Linked DNA regions of Mus musculus: region 2 is linked to region 1. The links are chromatin contacts, called in public promoter capture Hi-C maps. All regions are on one chromosome and are shown on one strand. The core of a region is the stretch at or near the end of the contact, and the rest is flanking DNA. Distances in the headings are between cores, read along the strand shown. Region 1 holds the start of Mien1 (migration and invasion enhancer 1). Region 2 holds the start of Dhx58 (DEXH (Asp-Glu-X-His) box polypeptide 58).

What was found. Promoter capture Hi-C pulls out the DNA fragments that hold promoters and counts their contacts.
Region 2: a promoter capture Hi-C map of the 3T3-L1 cell line shows a contact between it and region 1, with 3 times the contacts expected there. The contact joins the promoter of Dhx58 here to the promoter of Mien1 in region 1. A contact is called at or near these places in 2 of 39 promoter capture datasets (the 3T3-L1 cell line and maxillary cranial neural crest).

What each region holds. Positions count from the first base shown.
Region 1 is chr11:98,435,401-98,442,434 of GRCm38.p6, reverse strand. Mien1 (migration and invasion enhancer 1) reads left to right here and starts at 3,447. Exons shown (of 4, transcript NM_025559.2): 1 at 3,447-3,577; 2 at 3,691-3,788; 3 at 4,122-4,198; 4 at 4,290-4,727. The coding sequence starts at 3,489. The coding sequence ends at 4,373. It overlaps Erbb2 (erb-b2 receptor tyrosine kinase 2), which reads right to left. Exons shown (of 27, transcript NM_001003817.1): 25 at 6,722-6,910; 26 at 6,254-6,506; 27 at 4,719-6,122. The coding sequence ends at 5,767.
Region 2 is chr11:100,701,301-100,708,334 of GRCm38.p6, reverse strand. It overlaps Dhx58 (DEXH (Asp-Glu-X-His) box polypeptide 58), which reads left to right and starts at 4,064. Exons shown (of 13, transcript NM_030150.2): 1 at 4,064-4,164; 2 at 4,266-4,434; 3 at 4,640-4,841; 4 at 5,066-5,256; 5 at 6,017-6,133; 6 at 6,659-6,785; 7 at 6,920-7,034. The coding sequence starts at 4,267. Kat2a (K(lysine) acetyltransferase 2A) reads left to right here. Exons shown (of 18, transcript NM_001038010.2): 11 at 1-126; 12 at 1,367-1,477; 13 at 1,842-1,985; 14 at 2,138-2,252; 15 at 2,340-2,376; 16 at 2,511-2,574; 17 at 2,675-2,759; 18 at 2,904-3,589. The coding sequence ends at 3,097.

The DNA.
Region 1 (7,034 bases), core at 2,198-4,697:
ACAGTATCTCACCACATAACTCTGGCTGGCCTGGAACTCTCTTTGTAGACCAGGCAGACCTGCCTCTGTCCTGAGTGCTGGAAATGAAGGCGTAAGCCACCATGATCTGAGTTAGTAGCATCTTGACAAAGTTGCAAAGCCCATTTAATGAACAGATACAATCTTTGAGACAGTGCTTTGCTATTTTGCCCAGAAGGTCCCTGAATTCAGTCAATCCTCTTGCTGGGTCTCCCTAATAGCAGAGGTTACAGACATGTACCACAATACCCGATAAAAGATATTTTAACTAATGGCACCGTCACAATTTAATACTCACATACTAAAAGAGTAATTTAGCTCTTTGCTTCTCATGATGCACAAAAATAATTCTAAATAGGTCTTAAGGAGCTGGAGAGATGACTCAGTGGTCAAGAGCACTTGCTGCTCTTGCAGAGGACCCCAAGTTCAGTTCTCAATCACTAAACATCCAAAGGTTCACGACAGCCTGTAACTCCAGGGGCTCTAATGCCCTCTTCTGGACTCCACAGGCATCTGCATATGCATGCACATGCACAGATATAGACATACACATAAATAAGAATAACCACTAAAAAAATAGATCATAGCCAGGTGGTGATGGCACGTGCCGTTAGTTCCAGCACTCAAGAGGCAGAAGCAAAAGGATCTGTATGAGTTCAAGGCCAGCCTGGTCTACAGAATGGGTTCCAGGACAGCCATGCTATGTACAAAGACGATGTTTCAAAAACAAAACAAACAAACAAACAAAAGACTAAACAAACAAGAAAAATAGATCATAAACCTAAATATCAGAGCTGAAGAGATAAAATCACAATGAAACATCAAAAAGTTAAATAAATAACAATGGGAGAAAATTTGTAGCCTTGGGTTAGGCAAAAGATTATTTATTTGTTTGTGTGTTTGTTTGTAGTGTTTCCAGACAGGGTTTCTCTGTGTAGCCTACCTGTCCTGAAACTGACTGTAGATCAGGCTGGCCTGGAACTCAGAGAGCGGCCTGCCTCTGCTTCCCCAGTGTGGGGACTAAGGATTAAGGGCTTGTGTCTCCTCTGTCGGCTTGCAAAGGACTTTTTTTGTTTTGTTTTGTTTTTTGGTTTTTCAAGACAGGGTTTCTCTGTATAGCCCTGGCTGTCCTGGAACTCACTCTGTAGACCAGGCTGGCCTCGAACTCAGAAATCTGCCTGTCTCTGCCTCCCAAGTGCTGGGATTAAAGGTGTACACCACCAGGCCCGGCCTTGCAAAGGACTTTTAAAAGAAAAACATTTTAATTGCGTATATTCATTTAGTGTGTGTGTGCTGCAAATAGCAAGAGAAAATCTTTGTAAATACTTATTTCACTTGAGATATTGTATGTAGGATATATAGAGAACTCTTAGATGCCAATAATAAAAAGAAAGTAACCCAATTTAACTGGGCTATAAAATGGGCAAAGGTGGCACAGGCCTTTAATCCCAGCACATGGGAGGGAGAGGCAGGCAGATTTCTGAGTTCGAGGCCAGCTTGGTCTACAGAGTGAGTTCCAGGACAGCCAGGGCTATAGAGAAACCCTGTCTCAAAAAAAAAAAAAAAAAAAAAAAAAAAACCAACAGCAAAAATGTGACTACTTGAAAAGATGGCCTATTGCATTACCTAAAAGAATAACTATCATCAGGGCTGGAGAGATGGCTCAGTGGTTAAAAGCACTGATTGCTCTTCTGAAGGTCCTGAGTTCAAATCCTAGCAACCACATGGTGGCACTCAACCACCCATAATGAGATCTGACACCCTCTTCTGGGGTGTCTGAAGACAGCTACAGTGTACTTAGATATAATAATAAATAAATCTTTAGACTGGAGCAAGCGGGCCGACCAGAGTGAGCAGGGTCTACCGGAGTGAGAAGAGATCCTGAATTCAAATTCCCAGCAACCACATGATGGCTCACAACTATCAGTACAGCTGCAGTCTACTCATATATACATAAAATAAATAAATAAATTTAATCTAAAAAAAAAAAAGTAATATCATCAAAGAGACAGGCAACCAGTATTTGTGGTGGCTATGAAGAAACAACTCCTTGTGCCCTTTTGGTGGTGTAAAATGCTACAGCTGCTTAGAAAAAAAAAAACAAAAACAAAAAACAAAAACAAAAGCAGGTAGGCAATCCATAAAGAGTTAAATATAAATTTCTCGCAGCCCAGTAGTTTTAATTTTACTCTAAGGAACTTAAGAGAAATGGCAACACATCCATACAAAGGCATCTACAAGACATTTACTCAAAACAAACAACCCAAAGAAACCCAGATTAATGTTAATAGACAAATAATCTGTGCTTTTTCTATACAACAGAATGAAATAGTATTCATCAATAGAAAGGAACGCCTGGGACACAGCACTGGATGGAGGCTTGCTCTGATACAACAGAGCAAACGTCACATGCTGCAAGAGTCCATTTATGTGAAATGTCCAGAAAAGTTTAGAGAGCAGAGCAGCGATTGCTTGGGGCTGGAGTTGGAAGCTGCAAGCAAACAGGAAAGGCCTTCTTAGATCCATTGAAATATCCTATAACTAGATGGGATGACGTCAGAACTCAGCAAACACAGACCGACCCAACAATGAACAGTTTCAAGGGACACCAGAATGGGTGACTTGTTACGATACTGTAGTGGTGCTTCAGGGAAGGAAGAGACAGGGAGGACCCAGGCTGCAGTTCCAGAATTACAAACTGAGTTCAATGACACTAGCCCTCTAGCAAGAGGCAGGGATGAGGAGTGTGCATAAAGTGGGGGTCAGCACTTCAGAGTCAAAAGAACTAGAGTTCTGGGCTGATGAAGACGCTTGACCTGTAAGAGACAGACCTTTGAGACAGAATCTGATACTCTGAGTTCAATCCCTGGGACCCACATGATAAGATGGAGGAGGCCGAAAGTTGCTGTACTCTGACCTTCAAAAGCATGCTATGGCATGGCCCCCACCTCCAATACACACTCGTCCACAAATTAATAAATAAATGTAGTAAGTTTTAAAGATGCCCTCGCATGCATAAATTCACACTTATACACATATATACGTAATTAAAATATTCTTAAAAGTTAAAAAAAAAAGAACTCGAAAGAAAAGCAGTATGGTGTGGTTTCAAACGCTATCATCGTTCGAGAGGTAAATAGCAACACCAATCACAGACCATCAGCTACCTCGGCCGCCTGCCCCATTTTCTCTGTCTTTTGTAAATGGAAAATAGCTTTGTGATCACAGGCAGTTCGTTAGTAAGCAAATCCATGACTGTGAGCATTGGATGCCAATGAGCTCTCAGAACCCAGGATCAGTGCTGGTCCAGGATATTCGCTCTGCAGCTGGATCAAGATGTAGCAGTACCTGCTGACGGCAGAGGGCGCCCCGACGCAAAGCGAGGTCCGGACACGCCCACGGACACGCCCCCCACGTGACTTTGGCGTGGCGTCACACCCGGAAGCAGCCCTGCAGCGGAGCGGGCAGCAATGAGTGGGGAGCCAGCGCCGGTGTCCGTAGTGCCCCCTCCCGGGGAGGTGGAAGCAGGCAGTGGAGTCCACATCGTGGTGGAGTACTGGTAAGCCACTCGGGTTGAAAAGGAGCCTCTTGTGCTCGCCCGCAAGATGGGGGTGGATCCACGGGAGGCCCCACCCCCGGAACCCCAGCTCACTCCACGTCTCTTCTCCCCAGTAAACCCTGCGGCTTTGAGGCGACCTACCTGGAGCTGGCGAGCGCTGTGAAGGAGGAGTATCCGGGCATTGAGATTGAGTCGCGACTCGGGGGGACAGGTGAGGTCCGCAGAGCACCTGCTGAGTCAGTCCATGTGATAAAACTCCAGCTCTCCCTACATTCTAGAGCTGACATTGGCTGTTGTATATAAAGCCCCTAGTAGGGTCTGACACATAGCAAAAATGCCTACTGTGGGTTTGGAGTGAAGGAACTCTTAATGGCGTATTGGAAAGACGCACGGGTGAGGACTTTGGGGTTTGGGGCTGAATGGCTTCAGGATCGGTGTCTGCCGAGGCCATGAACAGTCTTGCTTGGACTCGAGGTGGTGCCAAGGACCTCCCTGAACTTCTGCCTGTTGTTCTTAGTTCGTTCTTGCATTTATTTCCTACCAGGGGCCTTCGAGATTGAGATCAATGGACAGCTGGTGTTCTCCAAGCTGGAGAATGGAGGGTTTCCTTATGAGAAAGACGTGAGTATTTAATGTACCTCGGGAGGGTGGCTGAGACGAGACACACCCTCCTCTCCTGTGCATGACACTCGCCCATGTCTCTGTCCGCTAGCTCATGGAAGCCATCCGAAGAGCCAGCAATGGAGAACCTGTAGAAAAGATCACCAACAGCCGGCCTCCCTGTGTCATCCTGTGACTAAGAAATGATTCTTGGAAGCTTGGTTCTGGGGTTTAAACCTTTCCTTGTGGTTACGCTAGGAATCCCTCTACCTTTAGCCCCTCACTTGGCCCTAGGTAACTAAGACCCTGACTTCACTTTGCCTCTTAGGGCACAAGGAGGGACTAGACATTTCTGTGGCCAAAGGCAGAAAAGAGATGTTCTCTGTGAACATCACCATCGCTCTCCCGGGATCTGTGCCCTCTGCAGTTTGGTCCTCTCCCCAGCGTGGCAATACCTTTCAGATGCCACGGTTGCTATAACTTATTTTCCCTGAATCCTGGGCAGTGTCGGCTCTTGGCAATAAAGAGTAATTACAAATGCTTGTGTCAACTGGCGTGTGTTTATGTCCAGCCTGTGCGGGGGGCACACAGGTCAGTCTGGCCCTGCTAACACCTAGTGGGTGGGACTAACACCTAGTGGGTGGGGTTTTCCTGGATGGATACTTCTTTCTAAGGCAAGGAAAACAAGTCACATGGCAATGCTCTCCACAAGCTCCCCTCTCCCACTGGGAGGACAGGACTTCATTCTGGGGGTAGCCTTGGAATGAGTGTGTCCAACGGAGTATTCTGGGGGTAGCCTTGGTATGAGTGTGTCCAACGGAGAATGACCCTGTTGCCAAAGGGCCTTCAGAAGGAATCCTAACTCCCCAGTCCCTCAAGCCCAAAGCCAAATTGTCTCAAACTTTTGGAAGATCTCTACACACTCACTCCAGGAGGAGCTGTGTGTCAGATGAGCAATACGGTTTGACCCGGCCCGGGACCACTCTCAGACATAGGCTGGGGTCCAGTTATTTTACAAATCTCATTGCAAATGGAGAAAGGGGACAGCACCCCCCGACTTTCATATAACACCCACTCTCCCACTGTATCCTTATTTCATCTTTAAAAAAAAAACAAAAAACAAAAGTAAAAACAGAACAAAATAAACTCTGTACAAAGACCAGTCTGGGTGCAAGTGCTGTCCCCCTCTTGGGATGCACGTGCCTCAGTCCTAGTGGGGTGTCCTGCTCCCAGGATATTCACCTGGGGCCTCCTCCCTTGCAGGCTGAGCTTCCCTCAGTCTTCAGAACCAAGAGAGCCAGGCCAGGTAAGGAATACCCACTGGACCCTACAGTCTGTCAGGGCAGTCAGGGTCTGTAATCCTCTGGGGCTGAACAGTGTGCTGTCTCTTCCGGCCAGGCGGGGCCCTCTTAACCACTCAGGATTGAAGCATCGAGCGAGGTTCCTCAGGGCACGTTCCTGGCATAGCCGGCTGCCCTGGATGTCATGTGGCCAGAGGACCTTCTCCCTGCTTTGTGGCGGGCGATGGAGACCACAAGTTAGGCCTTCCTTCCCCACTCTGAAGACAGAGGATGTCTGCACATGTGACCTCATACTGGCACATCCAGGCCTAGGTACTCAGGGTTCTCTGCAGTGGGGGTCCCTTCAAAGGTACTTGGTGGAGGACCCTGCTCCGATGAGTTCTGGTCCCAGTAATAGAGGTTGTCAAAGGCTGGGCTGAAGGCAGGAGAAGGGTGGGGCTGAGAGGCAGTGCCTGCTCTGGGTGCTAAGTATTCAGGGTTCTCCACAGCACCCCCAAAGGCAAAAACGTCTTTGACAACCCCATTTTTCCCAGGAGAGAGAGTCTTGGGTCTTTCTAGAGTAGCACCAGCAGGTCGGATGGGAGGCGGAGGACCCTCTGGGGTCAAGGGAGACTGAGGCCGAACCTCTGGCTGGTTCACATACTCTGAGGAGAGAAGAGATGTTGTTAGGGAAAGGGTCCAAGATATTCCTGCCCCATCATTGCCCCTCAGTGGGTGTAGCCTGAGGGTTCTCAACTCCCCTCTCCTCCCAATCTCTCGGGCCTGGATTTCATACCGGGCTGGGGGCTGCAGGCCAGGGGAGCAACGTAGCCATCAGTCTCGGGGGGCAGAGGTAATGTGGGATCCTCACTGTACCGCTGTAGAGGGCTGAGGTCATGTGGAGAGAGGCTCTGCAGTCCTTTGGTTACCCCCACTGCCAGGTCACCATCAAACACATCGGAGCCAGCCCCTTCGGAGGGAGCCAGTGGAGATCTGGGGGGCTCTTCTTCCGAGGGCTCCAGGCCCAGTGTCAGCTCACCACCGCCACTCTGGGGTAAGAGAAGGTCATGATGGGAGCTACTCAAAAGTCTGCGAGGGGAACAACGGGGTCCCAGGAGAGAAACACAGGTCACGATGGTGGCAGTGATGGAGAGAGTGGGGCCCCAAGGGTTGGAAAGCAGCCATGGTAATGGAATCTTCAGGAAAGGTGAGGGTGGGGGAGCTCAAAGGGCAGGACCATCCCTATTCCGAGGTGGGCACTGACCCTGGCCGACGAGCTGCGGTGTCTGCGGTGGGCTGTGCTCCCAGTACCTAGGGCAGGGTCTGGGGAGAAGAATCCCTGCTGGGGTACCAGGTACTCTTCAGCATCGACCAGCTCCCCCATGTCATCATCCTCCAGCAGTGAACGGTAGAAGGTGCTGTCCATGGGGCTGGAGGGGCCTAAGTCCTCGTTCTAGGAAGGAAGGGGAGACACGAGGTGACAGCCCTCCCAGCCTGGTGTTTAGTTCCCTGGAAGGGTTCACCGAGCTTTGGCTAGAGGCAGGGGCTATCCCTGCAGGAGGGAGGATGCTGTCAGA
Region 2 (7,034 bases), core at 2,815-5,314, 2.3 Mb before region 1:
AAGCACAAGACCCTGGCCCTGATCAAGGATGGGCGGGTCATCGGTGGCATTTGCTTCCGCATGTTTCCCACTCAGGGCTTCACGGAAATCGTCTTCTGTGCCGTCACCTCAAATGAGCAGGTCAAGGTGAGCACAGTGCCCCTGGCCACAACCCCGTTCTACCACCCACCTCTGAATATGGACCAAGCCAGCCAAAATGGCAGGGTATCTGTGCCCCAGCCCTTCTTGTAGCGACCAGACATTTCCACATACTCCCACAGGGTGGCAGCTTTATCTTGATAACTGATCATTGAGAAAATACTGGTTTTTAAAAAAAAAAACGCACTACGCTGGGCAGTGGTGGTGCATGCCTTTAATCCAAGCACTTGAGAGGCAGAGACAGGGATCTCTCCACGTTCAAGGCCAGCCTGGTCTACTGTGAGAGTTCCAGGACAGCCAGGGCTACACAAAGAAACCCTGTCCTGAGGAAACAAACAAGAAAAAATACCCAAAGCAGCAGTGATTTTTGTTTTGTTTTGTTTTGTTCTTTTCTGATGTTGGGATAGAATGCAGGGCCCTGTGCACGCTAGGCAAATGCTCTACCAGTGAGTTCTACTCCCAACAATCAATATTTTTATGTTAACCTTAGGGACTTTCTGTTTCAGAGAAGGTCTCATGTCGCCAAGCCCAGCCTTAAGCACCCTGTGTAGTCCCGGGGACCTTAGACTTGTGATCCCCTTCTCCTGCCTCCAGGTTGCTAGGGTTACAGGTGTGCACTGCCACACCGGGTCTTATCCATTGCCGGGGACTGAACCCAGGTCTTTGTGCACTCTGAGCAGGTGTTGTACTAACTGAGCTCTACCCCAAGGCAGCCACACTTTTAAAGTGACCCTTGGTTTCTTCACAGGAACATTTCCATACCTTGGGGAAGTTGATAGTCCCAGCTTCTGTCTTTCTTTTTACAACAAACTCCTTTTGGGCTTTTCATTCTCCTGTTTTGTGTCCTGACATGAACAGGCCTCTGTGACCCCTTTCTGCTCTCCCCCTTTATTCTAAAACCCCAGGTGTGGGGCCAACAGCGGTGTTGGGTTGGAGCCCAGCTCTGCTGCATCCGTTCGTGGTCCACTGACCTCAGACTGTTCTTTGTGTAACTGGCTTTCAGGGGGGTTTTTTGGTGTTGTTTTTCCCGTGAAATGGGGCTTTTAATACCTGGTCGTGGGCTAACTGTCAAATGGGTCTTTGAAGACTCAAGTGCTGAGTCTGGCCCTGAGCAAGCACCTAGAAAGCCTTCCCTCCCCCTCCATAAACACTGAGCCTCTGATAGCCACCTGTCCTCTCTGCCTTGGCTTCCCCATCTCCTTTCCACCCTGTTCCATCTTCCCCACAGGGCTATGGCACCCACCTGATGAACCACCTAAAGGAGTACCACATCAAACACAGCATCCTTTACTTTCTCACCTATGCTGACGAGTACGCCATTGGCTACTTCAAAAAGCAGGTAAGCCTTGGTCTCACCAGGCTCATACCTGCTGCCTGGGGCCCTGATTTGTGTGTGCAGCATCCAGTAGTAGAGTCCCCTGGCACCAGTGAGAAAGGGCCCACCCCTTTCTTCTCCCTACCTTTGCCACCCAGTGAAGAACAAGGCCAGGGATTGGAAGGTCCTTTGGGGGATGGCAAGAGGTGAGGAGCAGCCGGCCTGCAGCCTTTGCAGGGGCAGGGACGGTTCTCACACTGCTACCCTGATGATCAGAGATACAGGAAGAAATGCACTACGTGCTGTCTTCTCAGTCAATCCTGGAGAAGTGGCTGTGAACGTTAGCGAGTCCTTGCTGATGGACTGTGATAACTCTCCACTCATGTAGGGCTTCTCCAAAGACATCAAGGTGCCCAAGAGCCGCTATCTGGGCTACATCAAGGACTATGAAGGAGCGACGCTGATGGAGTGTGAGCTGAATCCCCGAATCCCCTACACAGAGCTGTCCCACATCATCAAGAAACAGAAAGAGGTGTGTATGTCTATGTGTGGTAGAGACAGGCCAGGTTTTAGGTTCCTGCCCTGCCTCTTAGAAAAAGCCAAAAGTAAATGTTACCATTTACTGACCATGGTCTTGGGGGTGATTGGGCCTGAGTTGGCCCCCTCAGAACCTCGCTTCCTCAGATCATCAAGAAGTTGATTGAGCGCAAACAGGCACAGATCCGCAAGGTCTACCCTGGACTCAGCTGCTTCAAAGAGGGAGTGAGGCAGATCCCGGTGGAGAGCGTCCCTGGCATTCGTGAGCAGGGGCCTTGGCTGAGAGGGCAGGGGGGCATTCTCAGGGCATGGGTAGGCATTCTGAGGGATGCTTTCTCCCCCTCTGCAGGAGAGACAGGCTGGAAGCCACTGGGAAAGGAGAAGGGGTAAGTGTCCATTCAGTCAAGGGGGAGTGACCACAGGAATGGAGGCGTGTGTGCGTGCGTGTTTGTGTGTGTGTGTGTTTGTGTAGTAGGGCAAGAAGGACCCAGACCTCAGCCTCGGTATCTGTCATTTCCAGCAAGGAGCTTAAGGATCCTGATCAGCTATATACGACCCTCAAAAACCTGCTGGCTCAGATCAAGGTGGGAGGCCAAGGTCTTCTTGTCGGTAACTGAAGTGGGTGGCGGTCTTCGGTTGGGCGGTGAACACTGGGCCTGTCCTCAGCTCCTCTCTTCTCTCTAGTCACACCCCAGTGCCTGGCCCTTCATGGAACCTGTGAAGAAGTCAGAGGCTCCTGACTACTACGAGGTTATCCGTTTCCCCATTGGTGAGGACCCTTGTACTCACTCCCCAGCCTAAGCCCCCAGTCTTGACAGGGTAGCCTGACTCCTGTCTGCATGTACCATGGTGGGCAGCCCCAGTTACAGCCCTTCACCTCTTAAAGTCATGTGCCTTCTCTCTCGTGACCCAGACCTGAAGACCATGACAGAACGGTTGCGCAGTCGCTACTATGTGACCCGGAAGCTCTTCGTAGCTGACCTGCAGCGGGTCATCGCCAACTGCCGGGAGTACAATCCCCCAGACAGCGAATACTGTCGCTGCGCCAGTGCCCTGGAGAAGTTCTTCTACTTCAAGCTCAAAGAGGGAGGGCTCATCGACAAGTAGCCCCCAGCTGGGATCCGCAACATCCACCTCCATCTCCTCAGATCCGTTTGGGGGCTCCCGGCCCCCTCTCCCGGACTCAGCTGGAGAAACTCCAGCCAGGGACCCCAGATCTTACAGACTTTCTGGCCAGCAGGCACTCACTCCCAAGCCAGCAGCTCTCTTTCCACCTTCCTTGCATCCCACCTTGGGGAGACGTCTGGTCTGGGGCCAGCCCGTTGTAGAATGTCTGGTGGCCAGGGCATGAACTGTTGGTCCTTATAGAGCCATGCAGGCTGAGCATCCTGAGCCTGGTCCCCATGCCTGTTTCCCAGGGCCAGGACTATTCAGTGAGTAGCCTTCACATGGAAACAGCCCAGACTGGAGGAACCATGAGGGGCCTTGGCTTATCCTACACTGTTGTCTATCTGTCCCTCCAGGATTGGGGGCAGGAGGACCATTCATTCCTTGGCATTAATCCCTCGGAGGGAACAATAAAGCTTTTTTTTTCCCCTGTGTGATTGTTTTTTGGGGGGGGGGTCCGGCTTTAGACTTAGCAGGCTGACCTTTGCTTCTCGAGTCCTGACTCTTCTAACCTGAAAGCCTAACTTCAGGCTACACTGGTGCCACTGACCCCTGCAATATATAGTGGGGTGATGGACCTGGCTGACTGCCGTCCCTCACCTCCTCTGCTTCAATAACTTCCAGCCTGTCTCCCCTGCAAAGGGAGAGCAAGAGCTTGTCCTTAATGCCTGCCTATTTCCTGACTCCTGGTCCAGGAAACAGGCAGCCAAGGTCAGCCCCTCCAGGCCTTAAGCTCAGCCCAGATGGACAGGGTTACTGCCAACTGAAAACAGATGAGGAAATAGGGAACCCAGGAGCAGTGACTGTCAGCATCTCCCTTGCCAGTCTTCAATTTTTTTTTTTTTTTTTTTTTTTTTTTGATGGCTGGGTTGGGCTCCAGCTCTGGCTGGCTCCTCCCCTTGTTTCAGTTTCATTTCTAGAGCTCCAGAAACCTCCGCAGAGACCAGCCTAGTCTGCTGCTATTCATTTCCAAACCCCATCCTAATCCTGGCCAGTGCAGGCTCCAGGTAGTTATCTACGAGTTCTTGGCTAAGAACAGCCTCTGAAGCTTACTGGGCTGGCTGGGAGGAAGGGGACAGTACGTGTTCTGATCTCTCTGCCATTCCAGAATGGAGCTGCGACCCTACCAGTGGGAAGTGATCTTACCTGCTCTGGAGGGCAAGAATATCATTATATGGCTGCCCACGGGTGCTGGGAAGACCCGGGCAGCTGCCTTTGTAGCCAAGAGGCATCTAGAGACGGTAGACAGAGGCAAGGTGGTGGTACTGGTCAATAGGGTGAGTGGTCTGCCCTTCCCAAAGTGGGGTCTCTTAGCTCATCTCTTCTAGACGACCGCTCTGCCAGGTCTCCTCTCCTTGGTTCAGGAGATGGCTGGGTCCTGACATCTTGCTCCTCCCACCTTCCCCCACCCCAACTCCCAACAACTGCCATTTTCCACCCCCCACCCCAATCCAAGTTCTCTTCATTACTCTTCACTCCTAGGTACACCTGGTGAGCCAGCACGCCGAGGAGTTCAGGCGCATGCTGGATAAACACTGGACTGTAACAACCCTGAGTGGGGACATGGGATCCCGAGCTGGCTTTGGCCTGATGGCTCGGAGCCACGACCTGCTCATCTGTACGGCAGAGTTGTTACAGTTGGCACTCAACAGCTCTGAGGAGGATGAACACGTAGAGCTCAGAGGTGAGGGGGAAAGCCGTGACCTGCTCACAGGACGTGCTCCTGGGCAAGCAAGCCTCCTTCCTCTAGCCCAGCCTCGCTTTCATTCCTACCTGCTCCCTGTCTGGGACCCAGCCCAAAGTAGGGAAGGGAAGAGGAAAACTTCAGAGAAAAATGAGGGCTTCACAAAAGTGCTATGAGAAAGAAGCAGCAGCAGCAGCCGTCCACTGTCTCTCATGTGCCCCCAGAATTCTCGCTGATTGTGGTGGACGAGTGTCACCACACCCACAAGGACACCGTCTACAACACCATCTTGAGCCGGTACCTAGAACAGAAGCTGAAGAAGGCAGAGCCCCTCCCCCAGGTCCTGGGTCTCACAGCCTCCCCAGGCACTGGAGGGGCCACCAAGCTCCAAGGGGCCATTGATCACATCCTACAGGTCAGCTGAGCCCCTCCCACCATAGATCTTTGCTTGTCTTGCCTCCCAGTCCTACCAAATATACTCTTCATACTATGGCTATGCTCGTCTCTTCCGCTACCTTGAGCATATGAGGCTTGTGGGACCCTTTGAACTTACTATTCCTTTTGCCTGGAAATGCCCTTGCTTTTGAACCTCCATCAGATTCGTTTTCACCATTCAGTGAACAGCCCTGTCATTGTCACAGTCTCCCCTGGCCATCCCCACTACTCTGTCATAGAACTAATTTTAATTATTTTCGGAGTTCGTTCGTGCTATAAACTGGAAGCTGTTTGACCTGGGAACTATGAAAATGGGAACTGCTTTTTCTTTCGTTCTTTATCATGCGTACGGCGTTCTGCCTGCAGGTATGCCTACAGGCCAGAAGAGGGCACCAGATCTCATGAGATGAGATGGTCATGAACCACCATGTGGTTGCTGAGACTTAAACTCAGGATCTCTGGAAGAGCAAGCAACCAGTGCTCTTAACCTCTGAGTCATCTCTCCAGCCCTCTTTGCTGATTTTCAATTGTTTCTTCATGGTCATTTGAATCTAAGTTCCTCTCGCTCATCAATGCGAGAGTATTAGTCACTCACCGGGACGCACTTCAGACTTTTTGAAATGAATCCTAACTTCCAGTGGAGTGGCCCTGCCTCAGGCTTTTCTGTCCTTAGCCAGGACCCCGCCTCCCTCAAATTCTGCCTGACTCCTCTTTCCATGATGCCTTTCTGTTGCCTCTAGCTTTGTGCGAATTTGGATACGTGCCACATCATGTCGCCAAAGAATTGCTACTCCCAGCTGCTGATGCATAACCCAAAGCCCTGCAAGCAGTATGACCTCTGCCAAAGGCGCGCACAGGTGTGTGAGGGGCCACAGGGCAGGCTTGGGGTCTGGTGCCCAGTTAGAACACCTAGGCACGGGCCCTGACTCCACCTTCCCCGGCTCTTGTTACTTCAGGCCCCTTGCCTATGCTTCTGTTGCTCCAACCTACCTTATCTGTGCTTTGAGGCACCCATAGCCCAAGTCCATAGTCTACTGTTCAGATTGGCTCATGGTCCGGTCAAGCCATGAAGCAAGGGGGGGGTGCTTGGTGTTGAGGCTGGACCAGTTTGCATCCTTAGTACTGACACTCACTGATGGCTGTAATGACAGGGCTAATCCAGGGCTCTCCACATCACTGTGCCCAGGCCACAAGGCAAAGGTATAACATAGGTGAGACAATAGAAGCTGCATACGGGGGATCTGATCCCTGTCTCCAGCCAGGATGCCTCACACCCAAGCCTTTGAAGTTCTCACTCTCAAGGAAGTGCACTGAGTCCTACTTAATCCCTAACCCTCCCAAGAGGGTGGGAATCCCCCATCCCCTCACTCCTTCTTGCTCAGGATCCTTTTGGGGACTTGATAAAAAAGCTTATGAACCAAATCCACCAACAACTAGAGATGCCTGACTTGAAGCAACAATTTGGAACCCAGATGTATGAGCAGCAAGTGGTACAGTTGTGCAAGGATGGTGAGAGGGGAAGTTTGCGAGCCTGTCTGGGCGGGGCCTTTAGGGGCGGAGCCTTAAGGGGCGGAGTTTCTGTCTGGGTGGACCTTTGGGGGATGGAAGAGCCTCCAAATTGACCCTGCACCTCTTTCCTGCAGCGGCAGAGGCTGGACTCCAGGAACAGCGGGTGTATGCGCTGCATTTGCGGCGCTACAATGATGCGCTATTTATCCACGATACTGTCCGTGCCCGGGACGCCCTTGACATGTTGCA